Linked DNA regions of Mus musculus: region 2 is linked to region 1. The links are chromatin contacts, called in public HiChIP or PLAC-seq maps. All regions are on one chromosome and are shown on one strand. The core of a region is the stretch at or near the end of the contact, and the rest is flanking DNA. Distances in the headings are between cores, read along the strand shown.

Region 1 (2,757 bases), core at 56-2,555:
TTGCCCCTGCTGCCCTGATTAGCTGAAGCTGCGTGCCTGGTGAGGTGGCGTGGCCTGCGGTGCGTGGATGAGAGAGAGTATAAAAGGAGTGAGAGGCCCAGGGTTCGGGGGAGATATAAAAACAAGGGAGATATATAAACAAGGGAGATATAAACAAGGGAGTTATAAACAAGAAGAATCAGGACTGAATAAACGTGTGCAGAAGGATCCTGTAGCAGCGTCGTTCTTCCTGGCCTGTTGAGCGCGCGCAACAAAGAAGCCCAGCTAATATGTAGTCTGTCTCAAAATACTCTAGGGAATTCTTTGCTAATACTAACTACTATAAGGGTAACTCAAGAGCAGGTGTCCCTATGAACAATAACCCAGCTTCCTGAGCTGATTTGCATATTAAGAAATTAGCCACAGTGCAAATTCCATAGGACATCTTTTAAAGCAGATGGCCACTGCCTGAGAAGCATCCTCAAGTCCAGCTCTCAGAGATGGGGTCAGCTCTTCTGCTGTGGGTACTGCTGCTCTGGGTTCCAGGTGAGGGGTGATGGTGTTGGAAACATCCTCTGTGGTCACTGCTGTTTTTCATACATTGGTCTCCTAATCATTGAAATTTTGGCATTTAATTGGTTTTAAGTTTCCCTTTCATTTATGAGTTCTCATACTGCAGCTCATGCCTGCTGTTGAAAGAGTAGTAAACTCAGTGCTCCAAGGTATGCTAATCATAAAACAGATAGCCACATTCCTCCACCCACCCACTTCCTGTGTTCAAAGAGTGTTAATTCAAAGAAAGTCACCCTGACCATTACCGGAACCTGCAATGCAAATGTGCTATTGTTAGGGGCTCTTAGAAACTGTCTTGAGAGTTAACAATTACCAGGTATTCCTTGTGACTCTTGTAACTTTACTTTTGCTTTTTGTTTGCTCTCTCTCTCTCTCTCCCTCCCTCCCTCTCTCTCTTCCTCTCTCTCTCTCTCTCTCTTTCTCTCTCTCTCTCTCTCTCTCTCTCTCTCTCTCTCTCTCTCTCTCTCTCTCTCTCTCTGTGTGTGTGTGTGTGTGTGTGTGTGTGTGTGTTGCTCTCTCTCCGGTCAAGTCTGCTTGACAGGCTGAAAAAGTCTGTAAAGCACTCAACTAGGAAAAGAGTTTCAAGGAAACTCACCTCCTGGAGCTTTGGTGTTCTCATTTACCCACATACTCATACCATATTCCCGAGTTAGTCTGGTGTATGGAAAAATTCTGTTATAGTTAAGTCTCCCCAGTGTTCCATGGTCCCAGAAGCCGAACTTAGAATCCTGTAAGAATGCAGTAAGGAAGTTTACCTATTCAGTTACTAATTAAGCATTACAAAAGACGGAGTCAATAGCTCAGAGCTGGTCTATTAAGGACAGTAGCAAATCGCACCCAAACAAGGGAATACTATGAAAAAGCCAGGGAATCCCACTGAATTAGAAATCTTCAGTACAGGCTGCATTGCATATTAGAAGCAAGTTGGTAAATTCTTCTGACAAATGGAGATTCTCCAGATACTTAAAAGTTATACTCATATAAGAATTTAGCAAGGCCTAAGCTGACCCTAGGTAAGACTGCTTTATCTTTACTGTAAACATTTACCTGGTTCCTGTAAATCCTTTTGAAGTCATTCCTTTGTTTTGTGTCAGGCAACTTCAATGTACCTTGCCTGCTGTGACTTCTGATCCCTTGTATTTTCTGTACTGTATAAGACTGTTGTTCACTTTGTGACAATACATTCAGATCCTACACAATCTCGCGTATTGATCTGTCTGTCACTCACCGACTCCTTGTCCATCTGCCCCAGAGACCCGTTCCATGCAGACAAAGGGACCCAGAGGGTCTGCAGCATGTGTGTGTGTGTGTGTGTGTGTGTGTGTGCATGTGTGTGTGTGTATATGTGTGTTCTTTGTCACACAAATGCACTATTCTTGCCCCATCTTATGTGATGGGTATGAAAAACTCCATTTTGTGCTAGACACCAATTCTACCTTTGTAGAACATAAGCCCCTAGCCCTTGCCCCCTTCTCAGAATTGTAAGACTGTTATGAAATGATTACCTGCTTGCACTATGTTCTGTAAACTCCACTTATTGCTAAATACCCAGAGACTGAGGTAGTTTCTCACGCAGCTCCAAATTCCACAGGAATAAAGTAGCTGTGACTCACCTTTGAAATTCTTCTCTTTATGGGGGCCTTAGTTACAAATTTGACCACAGGGACTAAGAACTGTATTTGAATGTAGGGACCCTGGTATAGCTGTCTCATATGAGGCTATGCCAGTGCCTGGCAAACACAGAAGTGGATGCTCACAGTCAGCTATTGGATGGAACACAGGGCCCCTAATGGAGAAGCTAGAGAAAGTACCCAAGGAGCTAAAAGGGTCTGCAGCCCTATAGGAGGAACAACAACATGAACTAACCAGTACATATGCAACTAGAGACACAAGCTCTTTTACGACATTTGTATACAATTACTATATATTAGTAAAGAAACTTAAGAAACAGCAAAATTTCTCAGAGTGCATAAACTCTTACAACATAGCACTGACATTGGACCTGAGTTTGATCTCAATTATCTATATGGCACAAGAGGAAAATCAAGTCCAGGTTGTCCTCTAAACTCCACAAACGTGCCATGATAATTGTGTACCTATACACGTGAACACGCAAAAAATGTAATTAAATGCAAAAATGTAATTAACCAAAATGTAATAAAAAGTGAAAGAATTTATGGAAAAGGAAAAAAGAAAAAGAAGTGT
Region 2 (2,793 bases), core at 239-2,738, 690 kb after region 1:
TCAAGGAGACGTGTACCACTAAACATTAACAGGATAACTAAGATAATGGGCTCTCCTGAGGTATGGATTTCATTTATCAATCTATTAAGTCACTTCACAAAGGCATTTTGAAATCTCTCTTTACTGTCCCAGTTTTACCCCTGTGGCACTGTGTTCCAAACACAGAGCCAAATTACACATTTTAAATTCATATTCATACCTCACACCTCTTAATTCAAGTATAAAATCCTATGCTAACTAGATGAGCAAAAAGCTACCCTAGAACAGAAGGGCATAAGAGCCCTGCCTGAAACAAAAATGGTGTTCTTCTATAGAACAGGCAAGCCTGAGGTTATCAGACCCGGCCCCGCCCACTCAGGCCACCCTCACCCTAGGCAGGAAGATAAAGCTCTAAGAACAGTGTCTTTGCAAAGTAACTTTGGGCAGCATAGCTTTAACAAGTGAAAAGAATTCCCTTTAACGAAGATACGGATTCTGATAACGCGATCTAAGAAATAGAAAACAAGACCAGGAAACTTCACCACAGGGCAACAGAAGTAATACAATTAAGATAATTAACCTGCTACATACGGGATAGCAAACCCACCTACACTAAGAGTCCACTCAGAGCACCACACCAGCCACTTAACAAATGTGGACACAGCCTTACTAACTTCAAAACATCTGGACCCCTCCTAAAAAGCAGCACCTCCAGATGTCTGGCCACCCGGCCCTGTCAACAGTAACCTGATGGCTTCTTTGTAAAGACAGCACTCTAGCTCCTCAGCGGGAGGAGCTGAAAAGCCTGTTTGGAGTAAAATTTCAAAACACTTTGCAAAACAGCCCTCCGCTGGCTTCGCGGTAAGTGAGAAGTGAAGAACAGCAGCCTCGGGGCTCACCATTTTCAATGGGCTGATTAGGAGGCACGCATTAACAGCCTGACAAGACTCTAAAACAGAGCACAGCCAGGCTCTACTGTGCACCCAGTTCCAGCCGGACAGGGAATCTTTGTAGAAAAGGCTCCAGTTGGGGGAAGAGTTGACACCCACCCATTCGGGGTCTAGAAGGCCTTTCAAGGGTTGGGAAGAACAGCGCGAATTCGGGTACAAGGCTCATCCTCTCCCCTCTCTCGCAACCCTCGCCCTTTCAGGAGTCAGGCGCACCCTGGCAGTGCCCTGGGCGCGCAGCACGAAGCCATCACGCCGTCACCAGCTGCCCACCTTCACGTGGTTCTCCACCGCCGTGTGGCTCGCCAGCTTCTTAGCCTCCTCGGCCTTGGACATCGTGGAGGGGGCCGGGCCGCCCGCGCTCGAGCCTCCCTTGTCGCCGCGGGTCTCCGAATGTGCACGCCCCGGCAACTGCACGTGGGAACCCGAGAGGCCCCAGTTGTTCCCGCCCCCGCCCGAGGCCGCGCCCCCGGCCCGCCCGGGCAGTGGGGCCAGGACCCGCCCGTAGAGGGTGCTGAAGGGCCCGGGGCGCTGCATCCCGCCGCCTCGCTCCAGCCTCTCCGGCCGCCCCACCCCCAACTCCTCCGGAAACCCGCTCGCTTGCGCAACCTGCCCCGCGCGTATTACTAAATGCGTGTTGCTGGGAAATGTAGTCCTACGGCGACAGTGGTTCCTAGGCCCTTCTGCATTCGGGACTACAAGTCCCACAATACGATCGACCCTAGTGTGCAAATCGCCCGCCTTGACTCCAGACTTTCTGTCCGGAAGGTCCGGGTAACTGCTGTCTAGGAAGCTAATAACTCCCTACCTTGGGGTCAAGTGTTTACACCTTTAGGTGAACTCCAAGAACCTTTCCGGCTGTACGCGTATTCTAGAAAAAGAGAGAGACACTATTAAAAACCTGACCTTGTTTGCCCAGCAAATGAGAACGTTGCTGTGTTGTAAGCGAATCCTCAGGCAAGTGGTTCTACCAACACAACGGCCTTTTTTTAAAAAAAATCTTTTAATTACATTGTATTATTTAGGTTGTGCTTGTGGAGGCCAAAGAACAACTTGCAGAAGTCCGTTATCTGACCGTCTTGGTAGTGTCAGTCAGTACTTTACCGGCAGAGCCATCTTCTTACAGTGCTCTAGAGTCACTCATTGATGACACACTTGGGACTCCCAGGTCTTCTGATGTCTGTGCTAGACCTTCACAAACCCAAGGTTACAAGTTCAATCAGTAACTCCCGCCTTGGACATTGTTCTGCTCTTGGTATTGGATGCAGGGTGTCTAAATGGAGCCCGGTCACGAGCGCACAGGCCAGTGTACCTTATCGGGCTTCCCCTTTTCTGCCTTTAGTTTGCTGCAAGTTCTTGGTCTCATTCAGCAGTCCCAGTGGCCTGAACTCACTGTAGAGTTCAGTCCAGGCTGGCCTGGAACTTGGAGCATTTTTCCTGATATGGGATTACATCACCAAATAGGTCTGGAAGTCCTTTTTGTTGTTTTGTTTGTGTGTTTTGAGACAGGATCTCTCTTTGCAACCATGGCTGTCCAGGAACTCTGTAGACCAAGATGCCCTTGAACTCACCGAGATCAGCCTGACTTTCCTTCCCCAGAGCAGAGGTTAACGGTGTGTGCCTGCAAAAGGCATGTGCCAGCAACCCCCAAGAGCTAGAATGTTCCAGGAACCCTTAGGAACAATAAAGACCGGTCACAATGCTTTTTTGCAACTTTTATAACCTGAGTTTTATCTTTATCAGACTGTAATCCTGCCCAAGGCACTCAGAAACCACTCGATAGTCTCCTTTACCAAAAAAAAAAAAAAAAAGAAGAAGAAAATTCTTCAGCCACCATTACAAATGTAACTTCAGGACCCACCATAAT

The links. HiChIP or PLAC-seq counts read pairs in DNA pulled down with a chosen protein or histone mark.
Region 2: an H3K27ac HiChIP or PLAC-seq map of embryonic stem cells shows a contact between it and region 1, with 4 times the contacts expected there. The contact joins the promoter of Rpia here to the enhancer-like site in region 1. A contact is called at or near these places in 3 of 39 promoter capture datasets (embryonic stem cells, pre-B cells and stem cell-derived epiblast-like cells) and 5 of 115 datasets of contacts at active chromatin or transcription factors (embryonic stem cells and large pre-B cells).

What each region holds. Positions count from the first base shown.
Region 1 is chr6:70,102,691-70,105,447 of GRCm38.p6, forward strand. It overlaps Igk. Among named protein-coding and RNA genes, the nearest start is that of Gm46962, 120 kb to the right of the region's middle. Within about 2 kb of position 1,306, at least 23 of the 459 cell types and tissues checked have an H3K27ac peak or open chromatin away from gene starts, as enhancers often do. A contact at or near this core is called in embryonic stem cells and stem cell-derived epiblast-like cells, where this site is marked.
Region 2 is chr6:70,790,687-70,793,479 of GRCm38.p6, forward strand. Rpia (ribose 5-phosphate isomerase A) reads right to left here and starts at 1,489. Exons shown (of 9, transcript NM_009075.2): 1 at 1,200-1,489. The coding sequence starts at 1,463.